Regions from separate parts of the Mus musculus genome. Here region 1 is linked to region 2. Evidence: chromatin contacts called from public Hi-C data. All regions are on one chromosome and are shown on one strand. The core of a region is the stretch at or near the end of the contact, and the rest is flanking DNA. Distances in the headings are between cores, read along the strand shown. Region 1 overlaps Ptprr (protein tyrosine phosphatase, receptor type, R). Region 2 has its middle 52 kb from the start of 4930422I22Rik.

What was found. A called contact is a pair of places that touch in the nucleus more often than the background predicts.
Region 1: a Hi-C map of uterus shows a contact between it and region 2, with 4 times the contacts expected there. The contact joins two enhancer-like sites. A contact is called at or near these places in 24 of 484 Hi-C or Micro-C datasets (adipose-derived mesenchymal stem cells, brain, cerebellar granule neurons and 11 more), 1 of 115 datasets of contacts at active chromatin or transcription factors (embryonic stem cells) and 1 of 9 other capture datasets (embryonic stem cells).

The regions. Positions count from the first base shown.
Region 1 is chr10:116,193,250-116,196,356 of GRCm38.p6, reverse strand. All of the region lies in intron 6 of Ptprr (protein tyrosine phosphatase, receptor type, R), which reads right to left. Among named protein-coding and RNA genes, the nearest start is that of Taf7l2, 81 kb to the right of the region's middle. Within about 2 kb of position 1,721, at least 9 of the 459 cell types and tissues checked have an H3K27ac peak or open chromatin away from gene starts, as enhancers often do. A contact at or near this core is called in uterus, where this site is marked.
Region 2 is chr10:115,919,195-115,922,613 of GRCm38.p6, reverse strand. No RefSeq gene overlaps it. Among named protein-coding and RNA genes, the nearest start is that of 4930422I22Rik, 52 kb to the right of the region's middle. Within about 2 kb of position 1,358, at least 1 of the 459 cell types and tissues checked has an H3K27ac peak or open chromatin away from gene starts, as enhancers often do. A contact at or near this core is called in uterus, where this site is marked.

The DNA.
Region 1 (3,107 bases), core at 472-2,971, 270 kb before region 2:
GTAACAATTACAAGCAGGAGTAGCACTCATTGGGACCCGCTCTGGCATGGTGTCAAGGTGTCACAAGGGAGGGATGGGAAGGCAACCTGAGAAATGGAGCAGTCGTAGTGACGTCTGGTCGTGTCCAGTCTCAAACTGGTGGGTCACCCAAAAACAGAGGCTCAGGGACTGAGGCTGGGCCCATGATGGCCAATACATGGTGGCCAGGGTTTAGCAAAATGTCTTCTTTTTTATTTTTAATTTTAAAGAAATTATGTGTTCGGGCTGGTTATATGACTAAGTGGTAGAGTGCTTACCAAACATGTGAGAGGCCCCGGGTTTGCTTCCAACCCCTCCCCCTGAATCTACCCCTGCTAAATCTCCCTCACGCACACTATAACCTTGGCTCCCACTCTAGTCTCTACTATAACCTTGGCTCCCACTCTAGTCTCTACTATAACCTTGGCTCCCACTCTAGTCTCTACTATAACCTTGGCTCCCACTCTAGTCTCTACTATAACCTTGGCTCCCACTCTAGTCTCTACTATAACCTTGGCTCCCACTCTAGCCTCCCGAGTCTGCATCTGATGCCACTGTGTTCTCTTATGTTGAATATTTTTACATTTTCTTCTCGACTTGCCTAGAGACAAAAGTTCTACATCTTTATCTCTACTTTCTTAGCCTCCTTTTTTTTTTTTTTTTTTTTTTTTTTAAAGAAAATGTTATTAGGGAATACAGAACTCTCTTAAGAATTGTTTGCTAAACTTTCAGAACCCCCGATTTAACCTCATAAAAATGCATGATGTCTATATTGTACAAATGAAGAGGAAATTAGCTTGTCATTCACTGTTAATGAGAGCTTATATGTGTTCCCAATGTTCTCCACACTATCTCCTATTCTAACAGCAATGAGAGCGCTGGTTGGAGTGGCACGAACAAATCTTCCCCGAGGTGTCTCGCCCCTCTGTCTACAGCAAGTATATCCAGATCTAGACAGAGCAGAGACACGCCCTGCCCTGCCCCGTGCACCCAGCATGCTTTGCGCTCAGTTTTGGCTTTGAGTTTTCTTTATCGTTGCTAATATCGCATCTCACTGAAGCTTCTTTGCTGCACTCATATTCTCCACCATTTTGCCAGATGAGCATTTGGACACTAGAATGAGAAGGACCAGGGAGGACAAGAAGGCTGGGACAGACAACATGCTTCCCAACAGGCAATGGCTAATGGCTATCCGCTTTGAGTGGTTTAGTCTGCTTCACCAAGTTCCATCTTCTTGATTTAAAATCTGAAAAGGACTCTGAAAGTGTAGTGGGAAATCTGAGAAGGGAAATGACTGTGTGGCAATATGTCGTGTACCTGTTTTCTCATTATACTGTTTTTAATTTGTTTTCCATGGGATATAGGATTATGTTTGTCTTCTTTTCGCAAAAGGTGGTAGTACAGCATTTGTTTTGGGGGGGGGGGCAGGCTGCTTGCTCTCCACTTGTATCTGCCTCCCTAACAGCCCAGAAACTTAACTACAAATTACTTTGCCAATAGACTAAACTCACGGAGCACGCTTCTTTGACACACACAGAGCAAGTTTCTTCTTTTGTGAGGATCAATGGAGATAAGGCACACGAAGAGCCTGAGTCTTCCTGGGGTCTTTCATTCTACGTGTATTTGCCTGTTCTGTGTTGTGTTAGGATCCTTTATGCTGTCACGGGGAGCAAATGAGTCAGGCTGATAGATTGTGTTCAACAGTGCATAGTTCGGGTAGAACAAACGGTGTTTATTCTAAGGAGACCATGCAGAACACAGCCAGTGGCCTGGAAAGATCAAAGAAACCTGCAGTATGAACTTAACTGTGCTAGAACTGGCGGGGCAACCCTTGGAAAACACAGTGATGCTGCAGTTGTCCCCTTCAGGTCACCTCTGCTTCACCAATGCTCTCATCTTCTTCCTCGACCCAGGAACGCTGCCTGTTAAATGCATCTGGTGGCCACTTTCTGGGAGAATCACCCTCAGGTGACAGGAGCTGAGTAGGACGTTATATCTGCAGGCATCCTGCAGTGGTATGAGGGAATGGGTATCAAGCTCATATCGCTGAAGGTGAGAACCGTCCATGAGCAACCATGGATGATCCAGGGCTCCCTGTGTGGTCAGAGTGAGCGTATGAGCCAACCCCCCTTTGCTTGTCCTCGTGCCTGAGCTGCTTCTCTGCTTCCCTGCTAGGCTTCTCCTTAGAGCATCCTGTGCACAAACCACCTGGACAACGATCTGCGTCTCAAGCTAAGCCTTCACGAAGCCCTACCTCTGACCTCAGAGCAGATTTGAGATTTCACTGCCATTGGATAGAGAGTGCAAGAGTTGACTCTCTGCTCTCACGGCAGGGGGCTGATTTAAAGAATGCAGGCTTTCAATTCTAGAGTTCTTAATACAGTTTATGCCCTGGCATTCGCTCAGTCATGATCTTTATTCATATCTCCTGGAGGGAGATCAACAGGAGAAGGATTAAAAGTTTTTAAAAATTTGTTACCTATCAAAATGTATCCACCAGAGGGAGGAGGGGACAGAAGCCAGGGCTTTTGACTGTCCCAGGGGAAAAATTATAATAAAATGAAGGAGTTGGGCTTGAGTTTAGGAGAAGATCATGGATGGATCATTTTATTGCCATTTTTTCATTGCTTTTGTTACTGTGGAAATTTTTATGGCTCTGGCAGTACAATAAAGCCAGGAGCAAATAGAATTGGAGAGAAAAAGAGAACTAGGTTGTCTAGGATCTTCCAGGCAAAGATGTCTTGTCTTCTAGGTGACTGGGGGACTTTTCCATAGTAGGCTATGTTTTAGGAAGATAAGCCTGGAGAGAATACAATATGATTTAAAAGAGGGAAAAATTAGATTTAGACACAGAAAAAATAGATTTAGACATTGTATTTAAATACAACGCGCAGGTGATATATAATGTAGATGAATTCTTATGGCATTTTTATAATCAGAAAATTCAGTTAAAAGATGAAGTAATGCAAGCCAGGCCCAGGGTAAGGAGTCTATGAAGGAGGAGAAAGTAGAGAAGGAAGAATCAATATGATTTAGGGGTAATTGGGAATAGAGATAAAACAACTATGTCTAAAATTTTATGGATTTTC
Region 2 (3,419 bases), core at 109-2,608:
GCAATTCTAGTTCACGATAAGCATAAGAGTACTTTTAGTGCCCTAATAGCCTTTCTAAATATACTCCTATGTAATATCTAAGATATTTGAACAATAAGCAGTGGGGTTGTTTCTTGCTAAAGGAACCTCATCAGGTCTGGACCCCTGTGTCCTGCTTGCAGAATATAAACTCAAAATATTAGACACTGTGTTCTTTCCAGTTTTTAAAATGAGCAACCCTATGGAAAGGCAATATTTTATTTATAAATAACAAAAATAGAGTGCATGGTTTCCTACTGTAGAATAACAAAGTAAAACAAATTCTTAACACCCCTCCCTCCACTCCCCCCCACCCCACCCCCAGTTTTAGAAAAGACTCGAGCGGGAAAAATAACAAGGCAGATCTTACAAGTCTTACTGCAATTCTGGATCAGGCTAGTTATTGCTGGAAGCTAAACGTGTTCCAAAACAGGATCAAAATTCCTTTCACTCTTTGAAGCATATTTTTATTCTTCCCAGCAGAGTGATGTCCCCGGGCTCGAACCAAACAGCCCAGGTAATTTTCTTACCAAGGATGTCTCTAAAATGTGTACACGTCTAAAATGTGTACACGTCTGCGCGGTGAACAGAAGAAACAAAGCAGGATTATGAGAGGCCAAACCTACTCCATCTTGGAAAAAAAGCTTGAGAACTTGGCCAGCCGCTGAACCCAAGCTGCACCCAAGTACGAGGAAGGACCCCATGGCTTGTCCTTGGCCAGCGTTACTCCCTAACTACTTCCTAGCAACGGTTAATCAAAGATAAGTCTGATTGTTTCAGATGTACTTTCAGACCCAGACAGTCCGTGGTTGTATACAGTCTTGCTTCAGAGCACCCACCTGTCGGCTTACAATAAACGTTCAGTTAGATGTTAACCAGGCTGGACCCCGCCCACCTTACTACAAAACCTTGCCCTACTAAGGATTCGAGGCTGCTCCATCTTCTGGTTCTGCTGTGTCAGGGTTGGGTTGGAGGGGAACCCACGCCCAAACTTGTAATAAAGACACGCTAATGCGATTACATCGAAACTGCTCCTTGGGTGGCCTTTTGGGGTTCACCAACATTTCCTGGCACAACAATTGGACTTCTAACTTTAATTCCACAAGCACCTTCCATTTTACTATTAGAAATACCAAAATTCTTTACAGAAAAACGAGGTTTCATTTCTGTGTAAATCAGACACTGAAGAGGCATTGTGGAAAACAGACTTCAGGCTTTGGTCTGAGGGTTTCTAGACTGCTACTCCGAGTGCTGTCTGCCTTCGCTCTGCCTGCGTCTGGTCCACACCTGGAGCGGAGGTATGCCCGTCCATACTTCCCCCTCTGGAACCTTCTTTGTAAAGCCTTTTCCTGGCTTGGCTTACTTGTATGCACCCAATTACAATGTCTAAACTGCATTTCCTTGAGCAGTATTGACATCCAGTGGAGATTTAGAATAATTACAGGTGTGTCAAAATCCTATAGACGGGAGCCCAGAATGGATGACTGATTTGAGGTATCACACATTTTTATTTAGTTGCATGGAATTTAGATACAAGCTACAGGTTACATAATGTACCCTGTCCATACAAATAGGTCACAACAATTTAACAATTTTGTGTCAGAAACACTTTACGTGAGGGCTTTGTCATTTTTATTTTCATCATTTTTATTTTCTTACATTATAGTATAATTACATCCTTTCTCCCTCCCCTTTCCTCCCTCCATACCCTTCAACATACTAGCTCTATTTCTAATATGGGTCCACTTTTTTTCATTAACTTTTGTTCCTATTCCTTACATGTATGTAGATATAGATAGATATAGAGAGATAGAGATAGAGATGATATAGATAGGTAGATATAGATATAGATATAGATATAGATATAGATATAGATATAGATATAGATATAGATAGAGATAGAGATAGAGATAGAGAGAGAGAGAGAGAGAGAGAGAGAGATAGAGATAGAGATAGAGATAGAGATAGAGATAGAGATAGATATAACCTGTTTGGTTTGTATAATGTTACTTGTGTGTGTTTTCAGGACTGATCACTTGGTATTGAATAACTGATTGGTATGCTCTTCCCGGGTAAGAGCATTTCTCTGGCTTTCCACCTTTCTACCTGGCCTTTAGATCTTTGTGTAGGATTCAGGCCCTCCTTAGCTGCATACTGTCATTTATTTTTGTTTCTCCCTGTATATGTCACTAGCCACCCACAGAAGAACCAGCACATATTAAGTATTGAAAGATATAGGTACACGGGAATCAATAAACAAGAACCAGGAAACTGATTTTCAAAGGGAAGCAAGAGCAAGAGATGAGAATTATGAATGAGATGAGGAAGCATCCCCTCGTGGTTGGAAAGTTAGGTGGTGCTTCTAGCTCTAGAATTCCTCTGGCAGCTTCCCCTTGGTCTGTGATTTGCTTCTGGGGGCTAAGTGACTAGCTGTCTTCTGCTGTGTACTAGGTCTGTTGGTGAGGGATTTAATACACATGGGAAAGAAGGAAGCAAAGTTGGGTTGCTTGACTGGAAGCCCACTGCTTTTGGAAGGCTTGTTGCTGAAGTCCAGGACAAGCTAAGGTCCAGCGTTCTTTGTGTATCTTACAAATTTCTGACCTGGACTCTTTCACTAACCGAAGGTGGAAACGGGGGATCCTTTTTGGTTCAGTAAATCACACTGTGTTACAAGCTTCCTTGATTTCAGTCTTAAAACTTCTACATACATTAGCTTTCTTTTTAAGTTCCTCAACTATATGCTTCGTGTAAACGACATCTTCCAAATGTCACTAAAGCCAGAAATTCAATTCCTAGTCATCTCTCAATGAGATTACCAGCTTAAGGCTATGGAAATTTCAACAAAATTTAATAATTCTACATCCTCTTGGGTATACTTGCATCTTATATAAGCTTTGGTGACTGATTCTTCTGTAACCATTCCATGCAAACAGTCTAGGTCTACAAAGACTGGATACCTAAAGTTAATTCTAATCTGTTCTGGGAATAGATGTTGAAGAAGTATTTTTTTTCTATAGGATGTAAAACACCATTTAAAATTTTACATTTTTTAAATTCATGCTATTTTCTGTGGCTTACAAAGATATGTGTCTTCAACAAAAATTTGGAAATTTTTTTAAGTGGTGGAATAAATTAAAGCTCCCAAGAACTTTCTCCAAGTTTTCGTGGCAGTATCTTCAGAATCATCAATCATCCAAAAGAAGAGATCAAGAGGGTATTAGTCTAAACAAATAGATGCGTGTCCTTTCATATTTATGACTGGAGAGTTTGAGGAACCACTGAGGGCTAGCCTGAGCTAAATATTGTCTCAGGAAACACTTCTAACAAAACCCACATGGCTCCATCCCAGGTCTGTCAGCTAAGCTTTAGCTACAGGAGGGATGAGACAAGTCTCCTGTTGG